2 separate regions of the Mus musculus genome follow, and region 2 is linked to region 1. Evidence: chromatin contacts called from public promoter capture Hi-C data. All regions are on one chromosome and are shown on one strand. Each heading gives the region's core, a stretch centred on a gene start, on an enhancer-like site or on the middle of the called end of the contact. The rest is flanking DNA. Distances are from core to core; before and after follow the strand shown.

What was found. Promoter capture Hi-C pulls out the DNA fragments that hold promoters and counts their contacts.
Region 2: a promoter capture Hi-C map of liver shows a contact between it and region 1, with 3 times the contacts expected there. The contact joins the promoter of Trappc11 here to the promoter of Tlr3 in region 1. A contact is called at or near these places in 2 of 39 promoter capture datasets (both in liver) and 2 of 9 other capture datasets (adipose tissue and liver).

The regions. Positions count from the first base shown.
Region 1 is chr8:45,406,700-45,412,185 of GRCm38.p6, reverse strand. Tlr3 (toll-like receptor 3) reads left to right here and starts at 1,806. Exons shown (of 7, transcript NM_001357316.1): 1 at 1,806-1,886; 2 at 2,208-2,390; 3 at 3,451-3,520.
Region 2 is chr8:47,531,521-47,537,043 of GRCm38.p6, reverse strand. Trappc11 (trafficking protein particle complex 11) reads left to right here and starts at 3,574. Exons shown (of 30, transcript NM_177240.3): 1 at 3,574-3,725. It overlaps Rwdd4a (RWD domain containing 4A), which reads right to left and starts at 3,399. Exons shown (of 8, transcript NM_203507.3): 1 at 3,101-3,399. The coding sequence starts at 3,124.

The sequences.
Region 1 (5,486 bases), core at 557-3,056:
CCTGAGACTTCTAGGGCCTAGAAGGTGAGGATGGGATATCCAGAGCAGGCTGGTCAGCTAGGCTAGCAGCAAGGAGCTCTCAGTTCAGTTGAGAGACCCTTCCTCAATGAACAAAGTGTAGCACAATAAAGGAAAATACCCCAAATCAATTTCACGCCTTGATGAATATGTGCACATGTGTGCATATGTCCCCCACCCCCAGTATGTACACATATACATGCCAAGATATGTACACTTGAAAAAAAAGTTCTCTATTTATTTGAAGCCACTTACTAGTCAACTAACATTACAGCTAACCTAATATCTGTAAAGAATTACAAAGCATAAGATATTATAGATTATAGAGGAAGTATATTGTACTTATCTAATGCTGCATGGCCTATCACTCCATTTCTAAACAGTAAAGCAGCAGCAAGATGGTTTGCAGCTTTTCTGGGATGTTGGCAGAACTTGTTGAAGAAGGTCATTCAAGGTCATTGCTGAAGAAACTGCAGTAAGTTAAAGTAGATTGGAGGACTGTCTCCCATGCAGCCAGAGTCCATGTTAGCCATCTCCTAGGTGTTCGTGAGCATGCACATTCCCCTCCTTATATCCATTGCACAGCTAATCTAGGCTTCTGATTGCATAGCATTGGAGCCCCAGATTCCAATGAAGCCTGAGAGAGACTGGTGTTCCAAGAAGACAAGTCTTAAATACAGAGGCACTTATCAGGCTTCCCTAATGGACTCAGAACCAGACAGATATCCACTTGGTCAAAGCTACCCAAGCCAAGGGTCAGTGTGGGAGAGGACCATACAGCAGCCGATTCTCTGTCAGGAGACTAGTCCTTTAGAGGCTAGCAAGTTCTTCTGTGAGATGGTGTCAGAAGTAAAATTACAAAAATGCAGCCCAACCTGTTTTCAAGGAACCCACAGAGGTGAAATCTTGCCAAGACTATCAACGTTGTGTTGGCATCCAGGTGGATCAATGTAGAGGTCATTAATTTACTGAGGACAAAGTGCTTGCTTATGGTGTTGAGCTAAGAGTGTAGCCATGAGCCAGGTAACCACAGGAAGTAACCTCCTGGGGCCAGGGAAGAGCAATTTGCACCAGGATACAAAGTTACTTCTTGCTTTCACTTCTGTGGCCATTCACCTTTTCCACTTTCACCTCTGCCAAACAAAGGAACTATTGACTGAGAGCTCAGGCACTCCCCTCTCTTGGCTTCAAGACAAGAAGATCAGGTCAGGTGCTCTCCCATTTCTTGTATGCTTTATTACGTTTAACTTTTTTTTTAAAACTAAATAACAACCTGGCTGAATACTATGTCATTGCTCATCTGTAATGAAAAGAAAACTGACTTCATTCCCTTGCAACTCCGTTTCTTTAACCAGTTGGAGTCCTCATAGCTAATTGAGGAAGAAGGAGTTAATCCCGAGCTCTTCTCTGACCAAACAGATGCCTACTGATGCCTAATTTGTGGGTTTTGTGGAAAACTGGGCCTGCTTGAGTAAGAAAGGCTCTTTGTGACACCCAGTGCTGGACCAAACTTCTGCCTTCCTTCCTCCCTCCCTGCTCCCTTCCCCCATTGTTATTTCCCGGCCTAGTTGTTTCTGGGAGTTTCCTGCTTTTGAGGCAGGACCTCCTCCTGTGTCCGAGATGTCCTCAACATTTCCTGCTGGAAAACTGGATGGCCATTTTTACCTAAGAGATTAAGTTCGACTTTACTCATTTTGCAAAGAAGATAAAGCGAGGTAAGTGAATGGCTTTCACTTTGTTTAGACACATCCCATTTCCCCACACGGCCGGTCCCTGTTGGCCCCTCCCACTATGCGCGATTCCCGACCAGCACTCTGGGTCTCTGGGCGGCAGTCCCAACCTCAGACCATGCACTGCGCATATCACAGGTTTGCAAGGATCTGAAACCCACTGCAGAGGGCTTGGCTCTGAAGCCAGAAACTTACTGACTTCCAGAATTCTGCCCCCAGGCGGCGGCCGGTTCCTCGGCTTACACCTTCCTCCCTGAAGGTCGATTTGTGACCATTTCAATGAATCCCAGGAGGCCCTTAAAAAGAAACTAAAAAAGGGTAACAGTTTAATAACAATTTAACTGTTTCGCTGAAAATATCCTCTCTCTCTCCCTCTCCCTCTCCCCCTCCCCCCCCCCCCCTCTCTCTCTCTCTCTCTCTCTCTCTCTCTCTCTCTCTCAACTTAAGTTTCACTTTCAGGCTGAAAGGAAATGTGTGATTTAAAAAAAAAAGTCTGAATGAAAACTAAGGGGATGCAGGACCTCAGGCTGAGTAAAATCAGAATGTACTTGGCTTTTGAGGTTGACGCACCTGTTCTCTATCTGGGAAGTTAAACTGCCTGAATCACAATCGCGCACCAAAAGAAGATAGAAGATGATGCAGGTATTGGGAGAAGGGGAAAAATGCACCATAGTTCCAAATGTAAATTTAGCTACAAATTCTGATATCTTGTGATGAAATGCCAATTTTATGCAGCAACTAAAACAACAGCAGCAAGAACATACTTCCTCTATAGACTTCTCTTCTTGGAAAGATACTTTGAGAAAGCATTCAAAGTGATTTTGTAAAAGGCTTTAAAAAGTGGGTGAATGTGGCTCTGAGGGGTGTAAGGGGTAAACAAGATCAAAATACATATGTATGTGTAATGAATAGTATGAAATCATCAAAGAGCAAGTAAAAGGATTATATTAAAAGGTAGTTAAAAATACTTTTTAAAAAATTGCACCTTTTCCAAAAACAAAATAAAACAACAACAACAACAACAACAACAAAAACGCAGAAGGTTAAAAAGTCCTTTGTATTTAGTGAGCTAGAAAGGAAGACCTGGCACTCCATGACAATGTTCTTGAGAAAGGACAAATTCTCAGATGTTTCTAGGAACTGGCCAGTCACTTTCTGTTACAGAATGAAGAAGGGCAGCAGGAGAGGAGGGCAGGCTGTTCTGGAAGTTGTAGAGTAAGGCCAGAAACCAGGCTGGCAAATTATGGACTAGTTTGGGGAAAGCAGTCAACCTTCACCATATAGAAGTTGTCATAAGCTCTTCTCATGACTTTATGATGTGATTTTGTGTTGACACGTATCTAACTGTTTTGAAAGCTTTTCCTTACTATTAACTATTACCTACTAACTCGTGTTACTGATGAAAAAAGTTTTATGATCTCCTTAACACGCTGTTTAGGATTTGTCCCCCTCCCACTTTCTCTGTCTTTCTGCTTGTGCATGTGGTCACCATTCTGAATTCCCTAACATTCTAGTCACTCATGACCTTGTTTTTCATGCAGCCTGCTTCATTAGTGGATTTTTTTTGGGGGGGTGGATTTTTTTTTTTTTTTGCTTTTCACTCTCAATGAAGTTTGTTTTCAGATTGAGACTGTCTTTCAGTTATTCAGGGATACAGTTTGGAAATGCATTGGTCCTTAGTAATTCTAATTTCTATTTACAGTCTTTCCAGAGGGATAGATGTTACCTAAGCAAGGAGTAGAATATGATACAGGGATTGCACCCATAATCTGGTAAGTAGAGGTGAAAACAATACCTCGAGGAAAATTTGCTAGTTGCCTGTCTCTTACTTTGCAATCTGTTTTGTAATGCAAAGTTTATAATAGGCTCACATGCATAGAAAAAAAATCAGTAAATATCATATGATCACTGGGGGTCATGACCATATCATCTGAGGGAAAGGGGAGGCAATTGTTTTAAAAACATATTACAGGTGAACTTCAAAACTAATGCACTAATAAAGGCAGTCATGTATATGAGAATGAATGAGATCCCATTTTCTGAGGTTACAGGACTAATCTGTAGGGAAGGCACTGGTTGCTTCTGGGAGTAAGGGTAGACATTAACTGAAAAGGGGAGAGAGGAATTCTTTGGATTTGAGTTACACAAATCAATTCATTTGCCAAGTCAGAGGATACATACTTAAAATGCATCTTATTATGTGGAGTTTTACATTAGATAACAAATTATATATTAAAAATACTGAAACTAGAAACGAGGAAGTAATCTGTCCAAGGAGGAGACTGATGCTCGCAGTACGGGTTTGTAAACTGATGACACAGGTGTGTGGATAGATTACTATATGTGCTCTAACACAAGCATAGTTACTGTAGAATTCTTTGAATTGTCTAGAATATTTAAGAATACTTTCTTGACCCCCCCCCCTTTTTTCCTGTTTTGTTTAGCCATATCTGGCCTGGAAATTACCATGTAGAAAGCCAGGCTGCCCTCAAACTCACAAAGATTCACCTGCCTCTGCTTTCCAAGGGCTGATGGGATTAAAGATATGAGCTACCATGTCTGACCCCCTTTTAAGAATTTTTATTAAAAAATTTGGGACTGTGTTGACATAGGATATCCATATACTGGAGCATTTTATATCAATAAAAATGATGAATGTTGGGACATGATGTGATGTTAATACATCTTACAAATCATGTGGAGCAAAAGAAAGATTGATGAATGGTAAAATGGTACACACTCTCTCAGCCCTGGGGATGCTCTAAGACCACAGTGAGTGCCTGAGAGCATCAGGAGTATCTAACCCTACATACAGAATTCAGCAGTCCACACATGCCTGTGATGAAATTTAGTTTATAAATTAGGCACAGGAAGGGGTTAATGATAATCAATAATGAGCTCTCTCTCCATCTCTCTCTGTCTCTCTCTGTGTCTTTGTCTCTGTCTCTCTCACTGACACACACACACACACACACACACACACTGCCTCAGTTCATCATTGTACTGTAGTAATATTTTGTATCATGGCTGTCACAAGTAACTGAAAACATAGAATGAAATTTTGCTAATGGGGACTGTTGTGATGCAAGATTTCATTAATGCTGACTACAAAGGCAGGTAGCCTTATGTGTAAGAATTAAAAGTGTGTGTTTAGGAAGAATGAAGGATTGATGGGGTATGTGGGAGAGAAATTTCTTAAAGCATTGGAGTCCTGTGTTTCTTGATTTGAGTAGCGAGCCCACTGACCCAGTCATTTATGGAAATTTAATAATTTGTTCATTTATGCCCGCACTCTGGTCGAGTCAGCTTGGAAGCTACTCACGAGGCAGAAGAGTTTCACAGAAACTCACCTCTTGGAGTCTGGCGTCCTCTCTAACCCACACATTAATATTCCATTCTCACATTAGTCTGGTGTATGGATCCACGTGCTCTCTTTTAGTATTATCTTATTATAAGTGCCTTTTAAGATTGAATTCTGACATAGCTAAAGCCTTCACCAGTGTTTCAACAGTCCTAGAAAGTCCTTAAGCAGACCATGGGAATTTAGTGACATTCAGAATTGCCTCTGGCATTACACTATCACTTAAAATAAAAGTCGAGTTGCTCCCATATACAGGAATTTACAATGGTTTAGGAAGTAGATCCATCAGTCTGTGGTTTTAAAGTATTGCATTATTCATGAGATGGTTAGCTAGAACGGAACTCCCTAATTAGAACCATGACTTGGGTGTGAAAGCC
Region 2 (5,523 bases), core at 2,325-4,824, 2.1 Mb before region 1:
AGGCGGATTTCTGAGTTCGAGGCCAGCCTGGTTTACAAAGTGAGTTCCAGAGAAACCCTGATCGAAAAACCAAAAAAAAAAAAAAAAAAAAAAAAAGGGTAGGTGTTGAGTGCTACTAACGAGTTTCACATTGTATCAGCTCACTTAATTCTCGAATAGACCCCGTGAAGAGCACATTACCATATTCCTTCTCTATACTGTAGAGGAAAGATTTAGGTTAAAGCAACTTGAAAATACTTGGAAATGAGAACTAGGAAGCACAACAATTTCCCACTTGAAAAGGAACATCAATTATACCGGTAATCATTTCCATAAAGTAATACAATGCTTATGTAGTACAGCTCAGTCCCAAGAAAGAATATCAGAAAGAAAATTGACAGGATCTATTCAAGATGATCGAGAGACTAGAAGAGAAGATGCTAATTAGTAACCCCTGCCCAGGCTTTGTTCTCAGAACACTGTGGTCCCACAAATGAGAAATCTCCATCACTGTGCGTGAGAGCTGAGTCTGGGAGAAACAAAGACAAGAGTATCTGTTTTAGTTTTCAAAAAGATTGACGTCATTAACTCTGCAGACTAAAGAGGGTGACCTTGATTTATTCTCCATGTACAATTTTCAGATTAGATCATAAAGAAACAGGGCAGGCGAGCTTAGAATCCTTAGGACTCTGCAAGCATTACATCACGATATAGCTCAACAATCCTTCTCAGCGGAACTCTGTACTTTAGAGAAGGTCGGCGGACTCAGTCTCTTTAGATCCCAGCAAGGATCCCTTTCCAGGACAGATCAGCACAAAAACAATGCAGAACAGCAACAACAAAGAAAAACACAGACATTCAAACTGGACTCGAGAATGTCACTTTGGCCATAATCTCTTTCCATATTCTAATTAATAACTTGGGCAGGAACAAAAAGAGATGACAGGTTGTTAAAATGGATGGATGGTAATCTGATAAGAAAATATAAGTCAAGCCGATGAAAGAATTAGGACAGCCCCCTCCAAAGTTCTTTTAAACCAAGTTATGATAATATTTAACAGGGTAAATATTAACATTATCACATTAGATATTGCATTTAACACCTAAATATATAAGTAGAGGATGTGGGATGAACTACTTTGTAGAAAGCACTAAGTGGATGTGGACAGACAGTAAATCAGAAGACAGTGTGATGCAACGGTTTCAGCAGAGGCAAATGGAGGGGATTCTGTCCTTATACTCAGTTCAGGACAGCACAGGAACTAAGATACATGAACAAAAGTGAACTGGAAACATATGATGTGTTTTTAGTTGTTTTGTTTTATTTTTCAAAGGCAGTATCTTCAAAACCGGGCAGGAAACTATCTTCAAAGATCCAGACACCTATCATGAGGAAGAATAAAACTTCGCTGCTGAAATCAAAGATTCCTGGACTCTACCACAGAAATTCTGACTCGTTAGGTCTGAGGTGGAGTCAGCAACCAGTGGTGATGGTGGCCCGGCAGTCAAATCCATTAAGTGTTACATTGTGCTTTGCTCGGAGAAAGAACTATTTTCAAACTGACACAGAATAATTTTATTGGTTGGGGCTGGAGAGATGGCTCAGGGGTTAAGAACGGAGAGACCTGGTTCAATTTCTAGCACTTATATGGTGGTTCCCAGCTGTCTAGAACACCAGTTCGGGTATCCAACATCCTCTTCCAGCCTCTTTGGGTACCAGACACCCGAGTGGTACACATACATATATGTAGGCAAAACACTCATATATGTTAAAAAAAAAAACTATTTTAAAAATTGTATTTATTTATGGGATACAATGCAGTTCTTTGGTAAGTGTCCCTGTTACAACTATCACCCCAAGTTTTCAACCACTTATTTGTCAATGAATCATTCGAAGCTCTTCTAGCTATTATGAAATGCACAGGGTACTGTAAAACGAGTCATTCACTGTGTAAAATGACATTAGACTTTCCTCTTCTCCATTTATGTCTGTAACCACTCACTAGTAGTCTCTAACCCTTCCTCTCTAGTCTCCCTCACCTGGATTTATTAATGCTTTGGATTCATTGAACTGGTAAGAATATTTTAGCAGGATATTCAGATACCAATTACCTTGTGAATGTGGGGTTCCTGTATGGAGTATTTGTAGTCTAGATTCTATTAACACCCACATTGTCAAATGTTAATTTTTAAGCAACATATTCAAAACAAACAACAAATTACTATGTATCTACTACTACACAAGGAGTCTACTGCTACATAAGATTTGTCTTCTTTGTTTGAGAAGGCATTTTTGGAACACCAGGCTAGTCTCAAACTCTGACATCAGCCTGCCTCTGCCACCCTAACACTGGGATTAAAGGCGTACACCACTACCGCCAGGTGGGATTTATCTTCTAATCCTTACTCTACCACGTTCACCAAGCTAGGGTGCTCTTTTTCCTTTTTCATCTGGACACATTACAGAGTTGGAAAGTTCAATGACAGGTGATTTATAGGACCTATTCCTTCCGACTTTGATATTTTGCAAAGCAAACAAACCACCACCACCAATAACAACAACAACAAAAACCAAAACACAAACTACAAAATTCTGATTGACATGAGGATGCTCAAAAATATTGTATATCCCTCAACAACAGACTGAGGAGTGACTTCACTGAGCATTATGGACAGAAACCGAAACACCAGGGTCATTCATTTTTCTGTAGAGATTTTACTTACTCGATCGACCCTTTCCACGAGACCACAAGTTTTCAAATTTAAAGGCGTTCAGATTTGAAGACAGAATAACTCGACACACAAGCGCTAAGCCACACAAGGGATTTAAGGACGGCCAAGTGCTCTAGGGTCGTGGACCAAGGACACTCATCTTACCAAGGAAATCTAGGAAGACCTAAATACAAAAATGACAAATGAGGGAAGCGGGAGGCTGAGTCTCACGTAACCCATTCGTGCTTGCTGGCCATAAGGTTGCCCAGTGCTATCTGGCAGGGGAACCACCAACGTGGGACATCCGGACAGGCGAAGAAGGTTCTCAGAGCAAAGGACACGTGCGAAGTCTGGGTGCTCCACGTCGTGACCTGCGCCGGGACAGGGGTGTCTAGTCCTGGGTTCTCACCTCTTGGTCCTCGTTGGCACCCATCGTGCCGGGCGCACGGCGTTCGCTACCGCGATGAACGGGCGGGCAGCGGGCGGGAGGCCGGGGCACCCCGTTTCCGCGCCTCGGTCTAGAGAAATCCTCCTCGCAGCCGTGGGTACGACCTCGTGCGCTCCAGATCCTCGGCAGCACCAAGCCACCGGCAGTCGATTGTGGGCCGGGAACCCAGGATCGCGTTATGTGTGATCGGGAACCGGGATCACGTTAAGGGACACCTAGACCTCTGACCAGTTACTGATGGGCGGTACCGAGGAAGCCCCGCCCCTTCTCACGATCGCGTCTCCTATTGGCTCCTTCTCTTTCCGCCCCCAACTCTTTCTCCTCTAGGAAATGGAACACCTTCCTAACAAGGAAACCCGTTCTATTCCAGGACTGGTGTGGAGTGCTGTCACTCAAGCCCAGGAAGTGCTTCCTGTGCCAGCGGAGGCGGGGAAAAGGAAGTGTCGCCTTCTGTCGCCCGGTCTGCGGCTGGGGCTGTTGCTTGTCGGTGGCCGCATTCCTAGACGCCCCTGCCTGGCTCTCTTGCCTCTTTCGGGGCTGACGGCGACTCGCCGCAGCTGCAGCGGGTCCAGGGCGTGCGGCCAGGGTGAGTTGGGCCCAGAGACCTTCCAGGCCAGGCTATCCCGGCTGGCTTGGTGGCCTGCGTTTCCCCTTGGCGTCCACCGATGCAATCTTGGCGTTTCTCCTTCCCCTGCAAAGAATTATTGCCAGAGAGGTGGGAGTGGTGGAGGAAAATAATGTCAGTTTCTAGGACTTTGAGGTTATTCTCCTTGCCCAGTGGCAGCTACTAGAGCCTAATGCTGAGATCCTAGGGACAGCCCTTTGGTTCTTCATTTGAGCGTTTTGCAATCGGATGTCTCTGAATCCTTGCTTGTTAGCCGGTGACTTGCATCCCAAACCACCTGTTTATTGATAGCCGTCTTCTTTAGTAGATACTCTGATTGGGTTAGCTTGTTTCTCTTCTATGATAGATTGCACTGACGAGGTGATCTGGTGCTGAGGACTTAACTTTGTACTTCTCCATGTTCCCTCTCTGTCAATGGTTTGCTTGGTTTCTCCATTATTTTCCGGGAAATCAGGAAGCGATTTCTTTCCTGTGTGTCACTGAAATCTATTCAGTCAACACTTGTCCTGTTCCGTTCCTTTTTAAATTTTCCTACAGCATAGTCAGGACCATTGCAAGTGTCCAAGCTTGTAAGGTAGAATAAAGCCGGGATTGCTGGTGTAGTTTTCATGACGTTGTTGGAAAAGATTTACACTGTCAGCTGTGAGAGCCAGTAACTAAGGGAAGGCTAGAGAGCACTTGAAATCTGCTAGTTTAACGGAGGGTGTGCAGTTCCTATAAAATACGCACAGGCTTGAAGACAATGCACAAATAGGTTTTTACAAGTTCATCGATAACTTATAATGATGTTTGGAAAATATTGTTGGCTAAAATAGAATATATCTAAAATCCCACATCTTTCTTTTTCTTTTGGGGGGGAGTTGGGAGGCTGTCTTTGATATCTCCATAGCCCTGGCTGGCCTGAAACTGCCCCCTGCCTCTGCCTCTCCAATGATGGGTTTTCAGGAGTGCTTTCTGAGCCAACTTCTCTTTTCCCTTCTAACATAACTGCTGGAAATTTTGACTTTTTTTTTCTTTGATTCATGCTGTATACCTCTCAGGTGGTGCTAATTTTAAAACTTTGCAAGTTTATTCTACTTCCCCTTATAGCCGGTCAATATTCAAGGGCCACAGCTATTTCTTTGGAGCCTCTAAGATCAAGGGAAAAGGCCCTTTCACATTCTCATCTAGACTGTTTGGTTTTAGGCAGATATGGTAGCCATATTATATTTTGACCACTTCTATTTTGCTCTTCATCTTACTCCCCAGAAGCTGTGGATTTCTTTGCCCTCATAGCACAACCCTCCCCAAAGGTCTTTTGAAGCAGTTCTGCAAGCTTATGGTGTAGATACATCATTTCTGGCAAGCTTTCCAACTCATGTTGCACTATCCATTGTTCCTTTAGCGTTTGAGTGTGAGGTAGCTAATTAGTAAAGGTGATTAGCGTTTCAGGTAGAAATAATCCACATTTTAGGGACCAGGTGGCATTTACACTAAAAGTTTCCCAGAGATTACCTTGTGGTGTGTATAATGTGATGATGGCGATCACTGTTTAAAAAAGCAGGTGATAAATCCTGTCAGAAATAAGGAACTGTTTTAAATAGATAGTGACCCTTTTGATTGGAATAAGCACCTTTTTTGTACAGTCATTTTGTAAAGTTAATGCATACCTGCGTTTATTGTAGACTTAACGAAAGGACACAATACCAACATGCCCTAGGGATTTCCATTCATTACTGGTGTCTCTCTTAGACATTTTCCTTTACCTATTATGTCATCC